2 separate regions of the Hordeum vulgare genome follow, and region 2 is linked to region 1. A link is a contact called in public Hi-C data. All regions are on one chromosome and are shown on one strand. The core of a region is the stretch at or near the end of the contact, and the rest is flanking DNA. Distances in the headings are between cores, read along the strand shown. Region 1 holds the start of LOC123424690 (zinc finger CCCH domain-containing protein 53-like). Region 2 holds the start of LOC123424692 (probable apyrase 2).

Region 1 (6,463 bases), core at 3,369-5,868:
CCCGGCCGAATTCGTTTTGGCTGCTGACATGATTAGCAACCGTACGTAATCGCCACCAGCAGTCTAATCCAATCTAATCTCCAACGGGAATAATCGTGGCTACCGGTGTCACCTTTTCTTTTTCAAGCGCTTGGTTTTTCGGTTCCGAGTAACAATAATCCCGACGTCGCATTCGTATCCGTTTCATCCGATTTCCGGACGCGGACGGCGTGGGCATCCCGTCGTTTTTTTTACGCGTCGCGAGGAAAAGCATGTCCCCTCCGTTCCATCTCGTCGCCGTCCGGCAATGCGTTGCTACAACGGCGGAAAGCAACGGCGCAGGGAGAGAAAATCAGGAAGAGAAAAAAAGGGAGAGAAGGAGAAGGTAAAAATCAGGAAGAGAAAAAAACACAGCTTCTGCAGTGGGCTGCATCTGTGGCCGAGGAAGAAGGGACCATGATCCACGGCCAACGCTGACACCCCGCCCTACCGCTGCTGCAGCACGGGCACGGCAACAGTGACCGAGTGGTCCTCTCCTCTGGTTTACACTCAACACGCCCACAGCACCGAGACCGGACAGACCTGTTCATTATCTTCATTCATCAAGTGAAATTATACATACGTAAACAACCAACACGGCTAGCTAGCTATGCCTCCCTGCCTGTCACTTGTGGTATCCTGTTGCACTGTCTTGCAATACAGCGAGCAGAGCACTAGTGTAATAATAATCTCATACATTGTGGTAGTATTCCTTTGTACTTTTGGCTAAACATCACACCTAATGTGCTACGAACCACTACTACTAACATGAGGGCTAGTTGGCTATTATGGTGGCGGTGGCTTGGCTTGGCTTGCCAGGAGCTTTGGTGGCACATCAATGGCGGGTTGGTGGTAATAGTATTGGTTGGTAGTACTAGTAGTAGTAATAATAATCAACTAACAGTAACTAATGCATATGGTGGAGATAATAGGAGGGGGGGCCTAACGTATCTGACACTCTGTTTTAAAAAAAGCCTTGGGGTTGCTAGTAGTGGTAGTATTTTTTGTCCTTCTCCTCTTGTGGTTTGAATCAGCTGGCACCATCAAATTGAAGAGAGGTGAAGGTTGAAAAAGTAAAAAAAAAAAAAGGGGGGGGGGGGGGGGGCTGCTGAAACTAAAACTATGCTGCAACTTGTTCACTCTTTTTTCCTATGTTGCACTATTCCTTTTTCTTTGCTGCTAGTATTCCTGCACAACAAAAGAGATGGCAAAACACAGAGAAGGATCCAAGGTTAAGACACCATCATTCCAATAAGTGAAAAAAGCATATCATGATTTTACCAGGGAGCAACAAAGTGTTGATAGACATGGTAAAAGAGAGGCGGTGCTTACTATGATTAGGCAGTAGTAGTATCACTCACTTCCATTCAGCGCTACTTTACATCCCGATCGCGCCGTGATCGGAGGACAGCCTGCATCCATGATACTCTCAGAAAACCAATCATGCTACCCCACAACACACGATTTGCAATAGTAAATGGAACCATCAACTATGTACAGGCCATACAGATAGTGTTAAGCACACCTGGACATGGGGAAGAAGTAAGGTTTTGGTGAAGGTATGTCCAATGCAGGGGGCAGGAGATGGTTAGTAATGCCGCCATTCCTGGTGCCATTGCCGTTGTAGGCTGCGTTGCAACCAGTCGAAGCGGTGGCGGCGGCGATCTCCGCATCGGTTCGCGCGAAAGCATCACGGGCGAATGCCCCCGACTTGGTTGGCGACGCGAACGGGCTGTCCGGGAGATTATGCTCCGCGCTGCAGGATTAGCACAAGGGGCTAAAAGATCAGTTTGGTGAAATGCTTACTTCCCTGCACTGCTGGATGAAAGCTAAGTGTGATGAAAGGAACAAATGGTGATGATGATGGTGATTTGTTTAGCGTTAAATTCCACCTTTGGTCACTGTCAGTGTTAGGGCTGGTGGTGGAATCGCCTGAGGTTTCATCCTTATCAGCTCCGTTGACCGCATTCTTGTGAGGAAAAAGGAAGCCGCAGCCATTGCCTTGCTCCCCTGTTACAAGAAGATCAGCACAGCAAATGTGAGCAACACTGCATCTGTTGTGGCCAGGTAAATAAGCTGTTCTCTGTTGGCCACACACAGGTAATACCGGAATCGGGCGGCGACTCGAGGGTAGGGGTGGTGGCAGTCGTGTGGGTGGGGCTGAACGGCTTGGCGATGGGAGTCGGCGCGGTGGCGGCGGCGGCAGCCGCGGCCGAGCGTGTCTTGAGGTCGAGCATCTGCAGCCCCATGAGGCGCCGGCTCTGAAGCTCGATCGCCTGCTGCAGCTCCACCGCCTGCTGCTGCTCCTCCAGCTTCCTCCTCAGCAGCATCTCGTTGGCGCTGTTGGAGTGCTGCAGCATCCTCGCACCTGGAATCCAATCCAGCACACACTCACTTATCATGCATCAAAACAATCAACAAACACTGAAGCTGCAGCTAGCAACTGAATGTCACAATGACGAACCAATCTGGTGGAGATCGAAGGGGTCTCTGGCGTCCAGCCCGGTTGGAGACCCGCAGCTGGAGAAGTCCACTCTCTCGCCCTGCTGCTTCCTGCAGAGCAGCAGCGGAAAATAAATGGTCATGGGGATGTTGTGGTTAGTTACTGCTGCCGGAAGCAAGCGGCAAAGATGGATCGCCATGGGCTTGCCTGAACTTGTCGGGGACCTTTCCCTTCTCCTTGTAGGGCTTGACGAGCACGCGCGCGTCGCAGATGAAGTGCGGGTTGCCCTTGGCCAGGATCAGCTTCACCGTCTCCGGGTAGACGAAGGTGACGAACCCGAACATGCGCTTCTGCTGGTAGGGGATGCGCACGTCGTGGACAGGGCCGTAGATGCTGCGGTTCGGAGGAAGAGCAAGGTTAATACCGGCGAGGCTTGCAGCCGGAGCGGAGGTAGAGCTGTGGTGTGCGGGCGAGCACGGTGAAGTTACCTGAAGTAGTTGGAGACGTCCTCCTCGCGGAAGGTGCTGTCCGCCGGGAAGGTGAGGTAAATCTGCCGGGACCCCGGGTTCATCATGCTGGCGAAGTCGCCGCGGTCGAGACGGGGGCGGTTCATGAACTTGTGCGCCTCGTCGCCGCCCAGCATCAACGCCGCTGCGGCAGCCGCGGCCGCGGCCCTGCGAATCGGAGAGCAACCGGTGAGCTGCCGGCCGGTAGAAACGAGAGCGAGGAGCTCGTAGGTGGCGAGGGTGGTGGGTATTTACCTTTGGCCGTCGTTTTGCTGCTGCTGCTGCTGCTGCAGGAGCAAGCTGAGGCACTTGCTCGCCGCGGAGGGGGAGCCAGGGAGGGAGCCGGTGGGCGAGTAGGCGAAGCCGGCGGCCGCGGCCAGGCGCTGGGACTTGGAGCGGAGGAGGAAGTCCTGGCACTGTTGCTCCACGGCGGCCTGGTCCATCTTCGCGCCGGCGAGGTCGTCGGGGAAGCCGCCGTGCACGAACCGGCAGGCGCTCCCGTTTTTGCAGTACCCGCGCGCGTAGTAGAGGCACGGCTTCCAGCCGAGGCCGTCGCCGCCCCCGAAGCAGAGCTCGCTCACCGACGCGCTCCTGCGGTGCCCCGGCCCGCCGTTGGCCCACCCGGCGCCGTACGGGAAGAGCCCTCCGTCGCCGCCGCTGGGGCTGCGGCACTCGCCGTTGTCGAACAGCGGGAGCTGGCGCCCTCCCCCGCCCATGCCTCCCTCGCTGAGGAACGCGAGCTGGTCCTGCAGGTGGAGCTCGTCGAGGATCAGCGAGTCCCCGCCCCCGCCGAAGAAGGGCGACTGCGGGCCGTTGGCTGGACTCATCAGCTCCTCCCCGACGCCCGCCATCTCCTCCGCGGCGCTGCCATTGCTGACGCTGTTGCTCCTCGAGAACACCGGGGGCGGGGCCCACGAGGAGGGCGACGAGACCGAGAGCGGCGAGGGCGCCGTGCCTCCGCCGCCGCGGCCGGAGTTCTGGCGCGAGAGCATGAAGGGCGAGTGGCCGGTGGCCGCGGCGGAGGTGGGCGTGCCGGGGCCCGAGGACGCCGGGAGCAGGCCGAGGTCCTTGCGCGCCTTGGCCATGACGGCGAGCAGCAGCGCCTCCGGGCCGAAGGCGAGGCGTATCATCTCCTTCTCGCCGTGGTCCTGGATGAGCAGCAGCCCCATGATCTTGGCCGCGTGGTCCGGGTCCAGCCCCTGGATCCGCGCGAACACCACCTTGGTCGCCTCGTAGGCGTCCATGCCGATCGACGAAGCCCGCTCAACCAACCCTAGCCCGCAAACAACCTCACACCCCCTTCCTCCTCCTCCCTCCTTCCTCGCACGACAACAACAACCAACGACTAGCTAGCTAGAGAGATGGCTCGAGCCGGAGACGAGCGACTCCATGAATCAATCCCCAGAGGTCCTTCGCGGGTTAGCTTGCTAGCGAGCGAGCGGGCTATACTAGTTGCAGCAGCGGCACGAGGGTGGTGCGCACCTTCCCTTCCCTTCCTTGGCCCTCGCGCTGTATCCCAATCTCCCTATGTATAAGCTGGGCTGGCCGCCGTCCCTTTTCCCCGGGAGAGGACGAGGGGCCTCGCCAGTGACGGAAGAAAACTCGCGGGGGCGTCCCCGCAAAATGCCACTGCCTGGCTGCCGCGGTCTGTCCTGCGGTGTTTTTATCTGCTGCTGCGGTGTTTTTGGTTTGGGGTTTGTTTCAGGCGGGATAGATCTGGATCTCCGTGGCCCCCATTTATAAAACCCGATCCACCGCCTCTGTCACTGACCGCCTCGCTCTCGCCCTTTATTTTCCGCCTTTTCTTTTCTCTGCCTTCTTCCTGTGCTCTCTGGACGGACGGACGGATAGGAATACCAAACAGTGCCGTCGTTCAATCAATCTGACGGTAAGAAACTACTGTGCTGCGCGGTAATTTCGTGGCCGGGTGGATCTGTCTGTGATTGATTGACCGGAGCGGCCGCGATCTGGGGTGCTGACCGGGAGGGGCCCCGCGCGGGCGGCGCCCACTCCGGTCGCCGTCCCGGCCCGCTTTGTCCTGCTCCCTCGCCGCGGCCGCTGCTGCCGCTGCGGCGGCCTTTCGCGATAAGAATGGCGCCCGGCCCGACATTTTTATACTCCGTTTGATACCCCGTAGCCAAGCTAAAGCGGGAGCTAGCCTCGCCTCGCCTCGCTCGCCTTTCCGTCGCTTCACAAGGTTTGTTTACTCCCAGATCCTTGTCGTTTGCCCCACTGCCATGTACGAGTAAACACGAGTATTCTTCTCTCTTTTCGCTGCTTCAGAGATTATTGTTGTCCAAGTAATTGTGCTGGCCCTAACTAGCGCCAATTACTTATTTTGGTTCTGCAAACACGAACGAGTAGCTTTTTCTGGGACGAGCCGCACGGAGCGGGAGCATCCCTATCGGGGCGTTCCCCGTCATCCTCCCTCGCCCCCGCTCGCCGTCGCTTTCCTCCTCCCTCTCGGCCTCCACTGGAGTGATCAAACCCAAAAAAATGGAGCGTGAAATACTCCCCTGTCACGCACAGTCGAATGATAATCCAGCATACGTGAAATGAAATGAAAAACAAATGATGCGGATAAACTGCAATTTCCACGTCACTCTCCGTAGGGCCCACCTGCTCTGTTTGCTTGTTGTTGGGCGCGCGACGGCCGCTGTCTGTCCCCCGGCCGCTGCCGCGTCAGCCGGTGCTACGTGCGTGCCCGATCGGATCAACTCGCGACCGTGCGGGTCGGTCTCCCGGCCGCCGGTCATCCGTTCGCGCGGCCGCGGCGAGAGCGCTTGGAGCTCACGATCGTGGTCGAGGCCGCGAAACGAATTCGGTCGCAGGGGCAGGGGGAAAAGCCGAACGAAAGCCAAGTGTGACCGGCGCTGATGCCCACGGATGATGGATGATATGGCGCGAAAAGACGCGACGACCCTGTGGGGGAATGCACGGGGGCTTTTGCCGCCCGCGCGCGCCTGGTTGGCCGCCGTTGCTGCTCTCTTTTCACCGCCTTTCGCGTGCACGCGCGCTGGCCTTTGCCCTGCGCTGCGCGCGCGCAGGTCGCGGCGAGGACTGGCAGTGGCATCCCGTGCGCGCGCACATAAATGGAGGCCCTGCCGTTTCCGCTCGCTCCATCGTTCCTTCACACCCGGCGCTGGGCTTCATTCCGTTTCCTACAAACTGATGGCATCATGGTGGAGGCCAGCAGCCGTGTTTTTTTTTATATATATAAGGTTTTGGAGGGCCGCGTCGCCGTCTGCGTCTCTTTCACCCATTCACTTCCTGCTCATACCGTATGGAAGTAGTGATGATTGGACCTGGCGGAAATGTCTTTACGAGTAAGCAGGAACAATCTTTCGACGACTGCTGCTACTACCGGAATTGGTACGCTGGCTGCGCCACAGCTGGGGAAATACGACGTCGCGTGACCATGTATGTCATGTCATGTCGCCTGTCTTGGACGGAACGGGGCGCAGCCGATACCGCGCAACCATACGTACGTACGTAC
Region 2 (7,057 bases), core at 19-2,518, 460 kb after region 1:
ATATCTATATAGACCCCTCCACCTACCTCGCATTCATAGAGGAAGCACTCAGAACATACCAACACTTGCCCCATCCATTATGAGAGAACCACCTAATAATGTGTTGAGATCAAGATATTCCATTCCTATCATATGGATCTTGATTTCTAGCCTCCCAAAGTTGCTTTCCACCTAATCAATCTCTTCTACCAAAGCCAAATATGTGAGAGAGTGATTGAGTGTTGAGGAGACTACCTTTGAAGCACAAGAGCAATGAGTTCATCATACTTACCATATTTATTACCCTGTGAAGAGTGGTGTCTTCTAGATTGGTTAGACGTCCCTTGTGGATGGAGCCTTCCGCGGACTCGTACAACCGTTACCCTTCCTAGGTTGAAGTCTCCATCAACGTGAGCATACGATAGCATCAGCTATCGAAATCACGTAAAAAATCACCGTGTCATCCTTTGCGTTGGATCTTCCTACCTCTACTTATTACTTTCACGTGCGTGTCTTTACATTTCGCTGCTATACTCGTAGACTTGCATGTATAGGATGCGTTTGACTTGCTATAATTGCTAAAATCTACCAACCATTAAAATTAGGAAAATGTTAAGTTTTAATTTTGTCAAGTAGTCTATTCACCCCCTAGACATTCCTTCTAATGATCCCAGAGTCTTCGATGGATCTCGTAAAATTTGTTCGACTTTGTCTTCGGTTGAAGTACTTGGATTCACTCCTTGTTAGTTTGCGTCCATGTGTTTATAGTTTGAATATATACGTCCAATATATACATGTTTTATTGATGATGGTTGCTAGACGATGGTTGGTATTACGATTCGGTTATGCAACAAGCTTTGTTCAACCTCCATAAGGAGGGTTTCCTTTAGCTCGTTCGAGTGTTTAGAGTCGTCACTAAGTGGGAATTTAGATGTAATTTTTATTACTTTGATAATTGTTGAATAAGTAGTCCATCCGTTCCAAAATAAATGTCTCAAACTTAATAGTATAATTTTGTATTAGAGTTAGTACAATATTTTAACACGGATGGAGCATTAGAAAGCTTTTTCTAAACTGGATCGCTGAATCCATCAACACGTCAACACGATCTCTGGTTGGCGCGTACACGGTCAATTACCTGCACCAACCAATCACGGTCCGGCGCACCCGTGGACCGAGGCACCGTAGAAATTACCAAGCACCACAGCGGCTCCGGTGGCGTCCGGCCAACTCCGCACACGCGCGCGGACGAAGCAAACCCAACCCAACCGCACCGGCACGGGCAGAGCACGGCGAACCCGCACAAGCAACCCCCCACCCCACCCCCGCCGCGGCCGCTACAAAGCGCCGCCATTCCCGCACGCCACCGCCACCGCCACCTCCCTCCCCCACCTCCGTCGCGCGCGTGCCCGGCGGCAGCACAGCAGCGGGAGACCACCGCGCCACATCCCGAGGCGCGCGCATTTCCCCAGCATGCGCCCGGATCCCGACGCCACCCCGCCCCAAGTCAAACCCACCGACGCGCGCCCGCCTGCCTAAAACTCCACCCCGAGGCTCGCGCTGCGCGGCCACCAGGCAGATCGACCCTTCCCTCCCCTCCCCTCCCCCACGCCGACGCGCGCGGAGCGGAGCGGACGGACGGGAGCGCTGGATCCCGCGGAGGATCTAGAGGCGGTCAAGCAGCCGTCGCCCCCCGGCCCCGGGGGCCGCATCCGCTACCGCACGCCCTCCTTGCCCGACCTCCACCTCCTGCCCGCCGACAAGATGCGCCGCTACTCGCAGCTGCCGGGGGCCGGCCGCCAGGACACGCTCGCCGACCGCGTGCACCGCTACCGCGGGGTGCTGCTCGTCGTGCTCGCGCCCCTCGCCCTCGTCTCGCTCGTGCTCCTGCTCATGCCGCGCGCGCCCTCCGGGGCCGCCCAGAGGCCCCTCGGAGGAGGAGGGGCCGCCGCCGTCGCCGCCGGGGACAAGAAGTACGCCGTCATATTCGACGCCGGCAGCTCCGGCAGCCGCGTCCACGTCTTCTGCTTCGACGGCAACCTGGATCTGGTCCACATTGGCACCGACATCGAGCTTTTCGTCCAGGTAAGACGACGGCCCGTTCGTCCATCGGATCTGGATCTGATCTAGGTTATTGTCAGCTGAATTCCGTTCCACTTCCCCTCTCGCAGAAAAAGCCTGGACTTAGCGCGTTCGCCAATGACCCGCGCGAGGCTGCTCAATCGCTCGTCTCTCTCATTGAGAAGGCCAAGGAAGTGGTTCCGGCCGAATTGCGCGACCAGACGCCGGTCAGAGTTGGGGTGAGTTGTTTGTTCACACTAATTGATTTTGTAATCGGTGCTCGTTGATGTTCTTAGCTTTCTTCTTCATTCACAGGCCACCGCAGGCTTAAGAGCGTTGGGAGCAGGAAAATCCGAAGAGATATTGCAAGCGGTAAATGGTCTTCTATCATATCAGTCCCATTGTCATCATTATCATTATTGTCTGCATTGAGAGCTATTATGTTGTTCTCTTGTTTCAGTGAGGTTATCTTTACCAATTTATCATGATTGATCATCAATCTGGATACTAACGCATCCACAAACATGCAGGTTAGGGATCTTCTTCGTGAAAAGAGTTCATTTAAGAACCAGCCGGATTGGGTTACAGTTCTTGATGGAACCCAGGAAGGTGCATATGAATGGGTAGGATGCTGGCCTTGCTTTTACATATGGTTGCGTTTCATGTTATTCTAAGGCTCTTGAGTCTCGAGCAAAAAAATATTGTCACTGCATTATTTCGTTTTTTAGAAGACTACATGCCATTTTTCTAATTTATGAACTGGTGTTTGATGGTTTATATGTAAAATTGGATGCAAGTAGAGTTCAAGGTAACCATCAACCAAGCCTAGTAGTGGTTACGTCGTGCAATAAGCAGAGTGTTTAGGAATTCGTCATAAGCTTTGCTGCTTTGTTTAGCTTCTAGTGCAGGGACATATACCATATAACTCTCATTTACTCTTCTATATTCTTACAGGTTACCATTAATTATCTGTTGGGAAAACTGGGAAAGACGTATGCAGACACAGTTGGTGTGGTTGACCTTGGCGGTGGATCTGTCCAAATGGCGTATGCTATCCCAGAGAAGGATGCTGAAAAGGCTCCTAAACCGGCAGATGGTGAAGAATCATACGTGAAAAAGCTTTTCCTTAAAGGGACAACATATCATCTTTATGTCCACAGGTTGATATTATAACTTCTGTTAGCTTTTTGCTGTTACTTCCTGTTTAGCCGAATTATTGTCCTGGTAATTTGTGAACCCTCTGCTGATGTTTCTAAGCATAACACAAAGTAATAATTATCAAAACATATTTAAACACCTGATGGTGGTACGATCCTGCAAATCTTGTTTATGTCTAATTGGATTGACAAGTCATAAATCACTGAAAGAAGGAAAGTGTAATTATGTAAGAAATGATCATGTCCCTGCAATACACTAATGACCTAAAATAATTCGTAATGGGAGTGTGAGAAACTTAATGATAACTCCAATTTAAATGTGTAAAACTCCATCAGAAAAAACAGCTGGGTAATCTCAAGAAAAGCATGATTGTATTTAACACTGTTTCAAGGCAACTGCATTGTAGACAAACATATTGCTCTCAGTTCAACCAATACCTAATCTTAACTGACTTTAGTCATGCATCCACTTGTGCTCTGTGGGGTAAAAGTTTTTGGTGTATCACTAATGGAAGTGACATCACACGATTATTCTGGTCCAAGGTATGATGAGTTTAAATCATGAATATAACTGTGAACATTTGTTGCAGTTATTTGCGCTATGGATTGCTGGCTGCTAGAGCAGAGATCTTAAAAGCTGGCAATGCCAATGGTTACAGCAACTGTGTATTGGCTGGACACCAGGGTATGACTTCTTTCTTCTGCTTTACTGTTCTGCTATTGTCTTTTGTATATCTGCATCTTAAAAGTCTAAACTAGTTCCCTGCCCATTCAGTGAAGTTTGTTCCCAAAAGAAGTCAGCTTTGCTATGTTGTGAAACAATACAATAGGAGGAATTTCTCACATTTGTTTTGTGTACATTACCATTCTCTACAGGACAAACTATCTTATTGGTTCTGCTTGTTAGTCTCTGCCGCTTATCAACCTTCTATGACCATGCATTACTATACTTTGTATTATGTCCATAAAAACTCATAGCAAATACAAACCAGAAGAAGCTTATGACATCACATGCTTGTTTTCACTGTGCTGATCATAGGAGGACTTGATTCTAATTGTATCTATGATTTTAGGGCAATATAAGTATGGTGGAAATACATTTGAAGCATCGGCTGCACCTTCTGGCAGTAGTTTCTCGGAATGCAGGGCTGATGTTGTGAAAGCTCTTAAAGTAGACGAAGCATGCACTCACATGAAATGTTCCTTCGGTGGTATTTGGAATGGTGGTGGTGGTGCTGGACAGAAGAATCTCTTTGTAGCATCGTTTTTCTTTGACAGGGCAGCTGAGGTAAGTTATGGAACTTGTGATTCTAGCACTGTCATCCTTTTGGAGATAAATTTCACTTGTTTGCTACAGTACTGTTCTCACAATGCACTTCTAAGCATTCTGTGATTCCTGCTCAGGCTGGTTTCATTAACTCCAATGCGGCCGTTGCCAAGGTCAAACCCTCTGACTTTGAGGAAGCTGCCAAGCGTGCTTGTAAATTGAACGTGAACGACGCCCAATCTAGCTACCCTGCTGTCCAGAAGGATAACGTTCCATACATTTGCATGGATCTTGTTTACCAGTACACCCTGCTTGTGGATGGATTTGGTAAGAGTCTTGGTACAAAGTAAAAATGTCTATAGTCATGTACATCTATGGCAGACACATCTCATTCGTTTCGCTTTCCATCTTGCAGGTGTTGATCCCCAACAGGAGATGACATTGGTAAAGAAGGTTCCTTACAGCGACGCGTTCGTTGAAGCAGCATGGCCGCTCGGAAGCGCCATCGAGGTTGCATCTTCATCATAGGCAGCACCAGTGTAGCTACAACGGAAGCATCAACGTGGGAGCGTGGGCGTGACCACCGTAGGAGAAGTTTTGAATTTAGGGGTAGCCGGTTCTTGTCTGTGCATCCCCTGAAGTCGCCATTTTGTCACCCGGTCAGTTCATCCAGCCTCCCCTCCCCATACAGTATAGGTTCATACGCAAGGACACAAGGATTACGGCATCAATTGTACTGCAGCCAGACGCCATTGGAAGGCGCATTATTATTTTTGTACTGATGATGATGAGAGTAGGACGAGAGCATTCCATTCTTTCTGACTTCCACTTGAGATGGGCATAAACACATTCTTCACTTACCGTAAATGCATTGTTCGTTGCCTTATTTTAAACTCCACATTGTGCGATTGTCTGCCAAGTATCCGTGGCCTCAAAACTCTAGACCATTCAATGAGGCCGGAGTCCGACTGCATGTATCCTATTCCGTTCCGATACCAACTCGAATCCGGCCTCTGTTCGATAAGGAATCTGCCGTCGTGATGATTCGAGAAAAAAAAACACGTTCCACACTAGAGAAAACAAAAAACACTTCCAGATTGCTCGCACGTCTCCACTCCCCCTCCCATCGTGATGATTCGAGAGAAAAAAAACACGTTCCACATTAGAGAAAACCGAAAACCCTTCCAGATTGCTGGCATGTCTCCACTCCCCCTCCCCCGTCTCCATCTCCAGATTTCCCGCCAACGGAGCCTCTCCTCCAAGACGGCGGCCTGGGTCGGGGTGGGAACAACACGTAATCCATCCGGCCTGGAGGACGACTATATCGAGCATGACCTCACCGGAGGAGGGCCACATCTGCCTCGTCGTACAGGAGATGCCGCGGCGAGCGGGTTGAAGGAAGCCGCCGCGAGTGGCTTCAGTTTCGGTTGATGGTCTTCGTCACTATCGCTTGGTCACTGTATGCTATTGCGCCTCCGCCATTCCGACCGTTGCTGCTTCGCCGCGGAAAGCGTTGGCAGCCGTTTACTCCTTTCGTTTCTAAATATAAGTCTTTTAAGAGATTATAAAGGAATATAAGTCTTTTAAGAGATTATCTACATACGAAGCCTTTATAATCTCTTAAAAGACTTATATTTAGGAACGAAGGGAATAGAAGAGAAAGCGAAGGATGGCCTAGAAGCGGATGCTATGAAGAGGAGCAGGTCGAACGCCCGCCGTAGGGACACACGCATCGGCACCGGCACCGGCACCGGCTCCAGGTATGTCATCGGCCTCGTCGCGCTTGGGCTGCCCTCCAGCAGGTCCACGCCGTAGCCGAAGTCGTGATCGGGCTGAGCACAGCCATGACTATTTCACGCGCTCAACATCCCAAGCCGACATGATCCCAGTGCCTCCATGTACGCCCATGGCACGAGTACGAATCCTGTATGTATATATGGATGTGTCTTCAGGATCGTGGTGCATCAGAAAAGATAACATGACGGACATAAGTGCATGTGAGTTAAACAATTCAGATCCCTTTTTTTCATCCCTCCATAGTCCTCCAGTTGTCAAATTTCACTTCAGCATGCATGTGCTATCGCCCCGTTCATCGCATGTGTTTCCTGATCTACACTTCAATTCTTTTGATAGGACAAGAATTACATGTCTTTAAAATACGTACATCTTAATTACTTGCACAATCAACTTTGAGATTCCTATAACTGCACATCTGATGTAAAGATTGTACACGTATGTCACATCTCTTGCCCCTTATTTCATGATTTAGGTACGTACATGCATTAAGGGCTACTCATCTCTGCATTTTGTTTTATTCTTCGAGGGTTGGATATTATATGCTACTCTGATACTTAAGGATCTGTTCATGCTGAATTTAATATGATCTTGTCACGTCACAAGAGATTGCCTATTTGCTGACTTTGTATGAAATGGTCAAATCGGCTGTAAGTTTAGGGTTTGGTTATCATTATGAGTTAGACAATCTTTTAGAAAAATAATCCGATGAAGCTAGCATTTTGTCTTGACATACCTAATAAGATTTTATCAATTTTTATCAAAGTTTAAAATAGCCCGCTGTAGCCCAGCTATAGCG

The links. A called contact is a pair of places that touch in the nucleus more often than the background predicts.
Region 2: a contact with region 1 is called in a Hi-C map of seedling, with 4 times the contacts expected there. The contact joins the promoter of LOC123424692 here to the promoter of LOC123424690 in region 1. A contact is called at or near these places in 2 of 6 Hi-C or Micro-C datasets (leaf and seedling).

Annotation. Positions count from the first base shown.
Region 1 is chr2H:37,068,773-37,075,235 of MorexV3_pseudomolecules_assembly, forward strand. LOC123424690 (zinc finger CCCH domain-containing protein 53-like) reads right to left here and starts at 4,619. Exons shown (of 9, transcript XM_045108354.1): 1 at 3,223-4,619; 2 at 2,950-3,135; 3 at 2,669-2,854; 4 at 2,483-2,571; 5 at 2,117-2,386; 6 at 1,911-2,028; 7 at 1,544-1,774; 8 at 1,351-1,430; 9 at 559-1,206. The coding sequence starts at 4,211. The coding sequence ends at 1,397.
Region 2 is chr2H:37,529,722-37,536,778 of MorexV3_pseudomolecules_assembly, forward strand. It overlaps LOC123424692 (probable apyrase 2), which reads left to right and starts at 1,269. Exons shown (of 9, transcript XM_045108357.1): 1 at 1,269-2,064; 2 at 2,151-2,279; 3 at 2,356-2,412; 4 at 2,571-2,663; 5 at 2,995-3,200; 6 at 3,788-3,882; 7 at 4,271-4,485; 8 at 4,602-4,791; 9 at 4,880-5,350. The coding sequence starts at 1,744. The coding sequence ends at 4,992.